Linked DNA regions of Muntiacus reevesi: region 1 is linked to region 2. The links are chromatin contacts, called in public Hi-C maps. All regions are on one chromosome and are shown on one strand. The core of a region is the stretch at or near the end of the contact, and the rest is flanking DNA. Distances in the headings are between cores, read along the strand shown. Region 1 holds the start of INO80 (INO80 complex ATPase subunit). Region 2 holds the start of RMDN3 (regulator of microtubule dynamics 3).

Region 1 (3,570 bases), core at 726-3,225, 310 kb after region 2:
TGATTTGGATTCTTCTGAAACAAATTGTAGAGGAAAAGAACATAGTAAACTAAAACAACGGAATTTAACTCTTAAAAATACAAATTTATTTTAGAATCTAGTTAAGTATGCGACTTTTACCATATATAATAACCAAATAAATGTTTTATAGGAAGAGCTTGAGAATTTCAATAAAACACAACCAGAATTGGAACACTAATTGGCAACAAAAAGAAACAAAGTCCTGATACATGCTACAACATGAAAGAGCCTTGAAAACATGGTTAAGTGAAAGAAGATAGCCACAAAAGGACACATATTGTATGATTCTGTTTATATGAAATATCCAGAGTAGGCAAATCTACAAAAACAGAAAAGAGATTAGTGATAGCTAGGGGTTGGATGAAGAGAAGGAAGTAACTGCTAAGGGGGCTTCTTTTTGGAGTGAGCAGTTAGTTAAGATAGTGCACTGTGCTAACTATACAACTCGATTCGTAGGCTAAAAATCATGGAATTGTACACTTTAAAAGGTGGAGCTTTTTGGTATGTGAATTATATCTCAGTAAAGGTGTTACTTTAAAAATGAATAACAAAAAGCCGCCACTTGTAAACCACAGTGAAAATTCCTTTTGGGAAAGGAAATCATGAAAGTCATTGATTGGAAAAGCAAGCTGGTTACCTGAGATGTTAGCAAAGTCAACCACCTCATTTCTTCTTCCATTCTACCAACAAGTACACGAACACACAACTAGACAGTGTTTGAATCAAAGAATTCGGCAGAGCTGGCTGTTAAACTAAAATAGTGAGTGCCTTCTTAGAACCTCTCACTCCTAAACTGTAGGGGGCTTCCACCCTCGCTGATTACGGAAGTAGTAGTTTTCAACAGCGACCTCAAGAAGGAACGTCAAATTGGATGACACTTGCCTAGACGCCCTACAAAGGCCAAAAAGCCTAGAAGGGGTGACACCTACACACTCCTAAGTGTGCGCACGTGTTAGGCTGCACCCAGCCAACACCAACAAGCAAAATGGACCATTCACCCAGATCCCAACTCGCACCCATAAACTGACACACTATCCAGCCCTTAGAGCTCATTTGTTTAAAAGGACAGACACAGCAGTCCACACCGGGTTCCCACTCGAGCCCAACCAGCCCCCGCCCTGCCCCACCCCACCCCCAAACCCACACACGTGTTAGCCGACACCGCCCCACCGGGTCCCACGTGCACCTGGTCTAACACACTCCTCACGTGTGGGCACCCCACGGGCTTTCTCGGCTGGCCGAGGTCACCGCGTGACCCCGGGCCTCCAGAGGTAGGAGAGATTAAGAACAAGGCCGAGATCCCTGAGGTCCCAACCCTGCGAGGAGTGTCCACACCCATCCTCCCTACTAACCCCAACAAATCCCAGGGCCGGGGGCGACGGCCCCTTTAAGACGCGGCCCAGTCGTCGCCCACAGAGAGGGGCGCAACGGGGCCTACACAACCCCCCCTCCGTTCGTCCGCCCACGTCTAGTCGCCTCACCTCGGGCCGCCGGGCCCCGCCGCCGCGGCGGCGGCGGAGGGGGGGCGGGGTGCGGGCGGGGTCCGGAGGGGGGGGTCGCCCCGCCGACGGTGGAGCCGCGGTTCGCTCTCTGAGGCCGTGGGACGGAGACTGCGTTGGGCGTGGACGCTCCTAGCTCGCTCCTTCGGCGGCTCCTGGGACCCCAAGATGGCGGCGGCGCTGAGGCGGCTGCGGGCGCTGGGCCGGCGGCGGCGGCGGCCACTTTCACTCACTGAGAGGAGCGGAGCAGGGACACGGGGAGCCATGGCGGGGGGGAGGAGAGGCGCCATAGCCAGGCCAGAACAATCGAGCCGCTACTCAGTAGGCTTACCCCCGCCCCGCCCACGCTCACTGCTCGTCGCCAGCCCGTGGCCGTCCGCAGTGCCGCTGCCGTCGGCCTCGTGCAGCTCGCACCCCGCCGCTGCCGCCTGACGCCCCGCGCGGACCGGGGTTCGGGGAAAGACCCTGATCCATGCCATCTGATGGCAGATTGGTCGGGGCTGGGACTGGCGAAGATTGCCGAAAGGCGGCGGGGAGGAGGAGGAGGATGTCATCGCTAGAGTGAGCAAGCAGATCTCGCGGGAGCAAATGTCGCGAGACCTCTCTGATCTGCAACTGCCAAAGAAAGGTTACTTTTCCCGGAAGTAACGTCAGTCCAAACGGCCCGGGATCCTGGGAATGTTTGTTGCTGCAAATGGAAGTGGGAGGGTACTTGTGATTAGTTTGTTAACGGCTACCAAACACAGCTCAGTTCACTTGAGGAAATGTGTAGGCTCAGGTGTTATATTTTACATTGTTTTTGGTCCCTTTGGGCAGGGTTGTATATTGTGGGGAAGGCCCTGCTCTGTAGGACCACTCTTAACACAGTAGTTTGGGGCTCCACTTTGGGTTCAGCAACCAAAACTGCGATGCTGTGGCACAGTTGGGCAAGGTACCTAAGTGAAGGCTTTAGGATTCAAGCACTGGGAATACACAGACCCGTCATCAAAAATGTCCCAGTATTCTAACACCCACCCAATGAGCCTCCGAAAAGGGAGTAATTTACCTGTCTGCCAACTCAACAGTTTGCACCCTCTGCTGCCCACATTTACTAAAATTAATGCAACTCAGTTACCAGCATCTGTGATGAGAAGTACCTAGTGTACAGTCTAATTGCAGGTAAGGATTAGAAGAACTTAATGAAAGTTAACTATTTCATTTCCTTTATGTCTCATGGTTTAATTCATTTAATTCTGGCCCTTAGCGTTTAAACAAAACAACATTTGTTAAAGTCATAAGTAGCCTTCTTGTGCCAAATTCGCTGGACTTTGAAAAGTTAAAAATTTGCTTAAAGGCAAAAGTACACACCTTCTGGGGACTCTCCTGGTGGTCCAGTGGTTAAGAATCCTTGCAGTGCAGAAGGATTCAATCCCTTTTTGGGAAACTAAAATCCTGCATGTAGTGGAGCAACGAAGATCCCATGTATGCAACTAAAACAAGATGCAGATTAATAAGTATTTTTTAAAAATTACACCCTTTGTGAAAGAGACAAGGGGATGTAAGAACACACACAAATACCTGCTCATTTGTCAGGGAGAGGAGTCAACACCAGCTCATTTGTCAGGGGGAGGAGTCAGGGGATACACCAGAAGTTAAAGGGAATTATGTCCTGTATGAGAAGGGTGGGGAGAAGGGGAGAATGGGGACAAGGTTGCAGGATTAACAGGGGAGTGGCAATTTTGTATAAGACTGTCTTTTAGAACCCTATGTTTCACATACCCAGAAACATAAAACACCTAAAATCAACTGGGATAATATTTAAGTAACAACCAGCTGACTGGAGTGGAAATCAAAAGGAAAAGAATAAAGGGGGAAAAGTCACTAAACTAGGGAGGGACCAAGATATAGAGTCCCTTAAAGTTCAGATGTAGGTAGTCAGTTTGTTTTCTTTGTCTGCGATAACAAATTACTGCAGAATAGTGGCTTGCTGCTGCTGCTAAGTCGCATCAGCCTTGTCCGACTCTCTGCGACCCCATGGACCGCAGGCCACCAGGCTCCTCTGTCCCTGGGA
Region 2 (3,429 bases), core at 606-3,105:
CCAAGCCCTGAATTGAGATCTAAGCAAATTCTAAAAGTAAACGCTAGAAAACTGATACCTAAGACAAGTGGACTGGGAAATGTAAAAACAGGAAAGAAACCAGAAAGGCAGGACCCACAGTCCAAGCAAGCATAAAGCTGTTAAAGGAAATCTAGTAACAATAAAGGCTAGATTACTGTACAGACCCAACAATGTTCCAGTATGTAAAGCAAGATCCCTGGGAGTGTGGCCACCATCTCCCAACCTCAGTAGAAGAAAGACTACAGCTAAGAAATTACAAACCAACAAATAAAATAGGAAAAGAAAGGAAGGGTAAGCACATTTGCAGCACTAGGTTACTACCAGCTTATAAAATGCTGACAGACAATTGCAATCTAAGGTGAAAACTCTTAAGACTCTTCGAAAACTAACTTTTCCGAACCATCTGGCATTTGGTCATCAGAGGAAACATGTGTTCCCAATGAACATGAGGCAAGATGACTTGAGTGCTCTTCTATCACACACACATGAGGGCAGTGGTTTGGCCGAGCCCTAGATGCCTTGCTCTGATTAACATTAAAGTTTTCCAAAACTGTAAGTACTAACCATTTGTGGCTGGCTCTCAGCCACATTCAGCTTCAACTGCAGTAAGTGCACTCCCGACCCCATGCTGTGGGAACTCCACAGGACCAGGTGACCAGGCCCAATCCTGCCACTTACTGTGACAGCCTCGGCAAAGTTACACAACTTTTTTCAACCTCAACTTACTCATAAGGAGGATTAAAAAACACACACACACACACAACTTGAACTATACAGTCTTCAAGGTGCCTTCGAATGTTAATGTTAACCTAATTTAACACATAAGCCTCAAGAAATTTTAATTCCTCCGAGACTAGTTTCTCTTTTTACTTTCTTTTGGGCCTTTCCTCTACTTATTAAACACCTCAACCACACTAAGCAAGTAACTTTAATACATACACAGCACTTCTGCGGCCAGAACTAAAAGTGAAAGCTAAGCCTTTTCACTATATACTTTCCTGCGATTACAGGAAAAAGACGACAGTGGTGGAAGACTGCTTTTCCTTTTCGATAAACTTTCCCCAAACTTGAAAAGAAACTCTTGGGCCCCGCACCCACCCCTCCTAATTTTTCCTCTGTTGTCCTGCCCTGCAGGTTCTGCTACAAGCAGCCCCGACCCCAAGCCCACCCCTCAACAGTCCCTGAGGCCTCAATAGCCCCGCTCCTACCTTGGCGTCCAGGCTCTGAAGTCTGCGTGTAATCCAGAGAGTTGGACCGACTCTGGCTCTGGCCGCGGCGCTGGGTCCGTTTCCACCGCTGGCTGTAAAGGGCACACAGGAATCCAAGGCCCGCGGCGGTGCCCAGCAACAGTCCGAGCCCGGCGCGTGCGCCACCCAAGGTCCCCAGACTAGACATGCTACACCTGCAGCCCGCGTGAGCCACCAGGAGCAAGCGGGCGAAAGAAACGAGAGAGATTCGTTGAGTGTGGTCCACCCATCGCCAAAGCCGAACCCTTGAAGATACCCTCCCTGCCCAGGCCCCAAGCATTCGCCACCCTCACCCTAGTCCCGACCTTAAGGTTTCTGCTAGCCCCCAGGCCTGACTACCACGCCGCCCACCCGGCCCTCCGCAGCCTACCCTCCAACACGCCCCCTAACCCTGATACCGGAGTCAGGTCGACGGCTTCCAACTCCTCCTCCAGCCTCACGACACTGCAGACCGCAAACCCGCCGCCCTGGCACAAACCGCTGGCCTTCCCGCCGCGCACTTTGAAGGCGCCCAGCCTGCCTGGACCTCAACTCAGACTCTTACCCTGCTGCTAGCTACTTTGGCGAAGGCCGCGGCTTCTCTGTCAATGACCGTGACGTCATCAAACGGTGCCAACTAGCTGCCTCGCTCGCCTATAAGAAGGCAGGGGGTTGCGCAGACCTTCGAGACTCCACCTCTTGGCCAGGGTTTTCTCTAGGGGGCGGGGCCACAGGCACAGTCAGAGGGGCGGAGCCAGCAGAGATCTCGAAAGGCGAACCGAGAATGGGTTAGAAGCCGAGTAAAGGGGGACCCGGCTTCCCAGCTGGCGCCGCTAGTGGTAAAAAAAACCTGCCTGCCAATGCAGGAGATGTAAGGAGATGTTCGATCCTTGGGTCAGGAAGATCCCCTGGAGGAGGGCATGGCTATCCACTCCAGTATTCTTGCCTGGAGAATCTTAGACAGGAGCCTGGAGGGCTACAGCCCATAGTGTCGCATAGAATCGGACACAACTGAGCGAATTAGCACGCACAAACGGGGGAAAGCTGAGAGATTCCGTGGAGTGGATGCTCAGAGCAGTAACTCCATGGTCTGGCCAGCTGAGGTTCCATTTTCCTCCAGTCACACCAGGTTACAGCTGAGGTTCCATTTCCCCAATCACACCAGGTTACTTAGTGTTCCCGGAATGTGCTCCGCATACTCAACGTTTCTACCTTTTCCACTACTGCTCTTTCTGTCTTGAACCCCTACCTGGAAAACGCCACCCCTCTCCACCTTTCCTTAACCCTCGGTCAAAACTCAGACTTTATTTGATTTCAGCTCAATTTGTTTACGTATTTTTACTCAAATCATTTACTAATCTCAACGCAATAGTGCCTTTGGCAATTCAATTTAAAACAGGTAAGTTGTTGGTTATCCACAACAGGCCCTGAGTCCCCAGGGCCAGCTTCTGTCAGTTGACATCTGAAAAACTTACATTGTAGATGCACACCCCATCATTTAAAAAAAAATCTTAAACCTTAAATTGTCGTTGTAACATTAAACAGGGACAGGCTTATAAAAACTGTTTTTAATATCCAGAATGAAAATTAAATTCATTAAATTAATTCCTCTAATGATAACATTTTAAATGTTTGCATGAGGCTGAAACTTGAGTTGATCTCTGATTGCTTAAATTGGTTGATAGCATTTCAGATTTTGTTTTAACCATTTTTTTCTACCACCTGTGACTTGTACTTTTATAAATCTATTTTACTCCTGTGGTTTTATGCAACTTGTAGTGTTAGAAACTAAAAAAAAGAGAATCACCTGCTTTCCAATTGTTATGACTCTGTGCTTCCTCTGCTGGGGGCTCAGGTTCTACCCCTGGATGGGGAACTAAGATCGAACAAGCCCTGCAGTACAGGTCAAAAATTAATTAATTACTTAAAAAGTAAACAACACATAGGGACTTCCCCGGTGGTCCAGTGATTAACAATCTGCCTTCCAATGCGGGAGACATAGCTTCCATCCCTGGCCAGGGAACATCTTAACATCCAACATGCCAAGGGAACCCTCTTAAACTGTAGGTGGGAATGCAAACTAGTACAGCCATTATGGAGAACAGCGTGGAGATTCCTTAAAAAACTGGAAATAGAACTGCCATATGACCCAGCAATCCCACTCCTGGGCATACAGACCAAG

Evidence for each region. A called contact is a pair of places that touch in the nucleus more often than the background predicts.
Region 1: a Hi-C map of muscle shows a contact between it and region 2, with 4 times the contacts expected there. The contact joins the promoter of INO80 here to the promoter of RMDN3 in region 2. A contact is called at or near these places in 2 of 3 Hi-C or Micro-C datasets (blood and muscle).

What each region holds. Positions count from the first base shown.
Region 1 is chr7:35,461,176-35,464,745 of mMunRee1.1, forward strand. It overlaps INO80 (INO80 complex ATPase subunit), which reads right to left and starts at 1,976. Exons shown (of 36, transcript XM_065940899.1): 1 at 1,503-1,976.
Region 2 is chr7:35,151,062-35,154,490 of mMunRee1.1, forward strand. RMDN3 (regulator of microtubule dynamics 3) reads right to left here and starts at 1,856. Exons shown (of 13, transcript XM_065940155.1): 1 at 1,667-1,856; 2 at 1,230-1,423. The coding sequence starts at 1,416.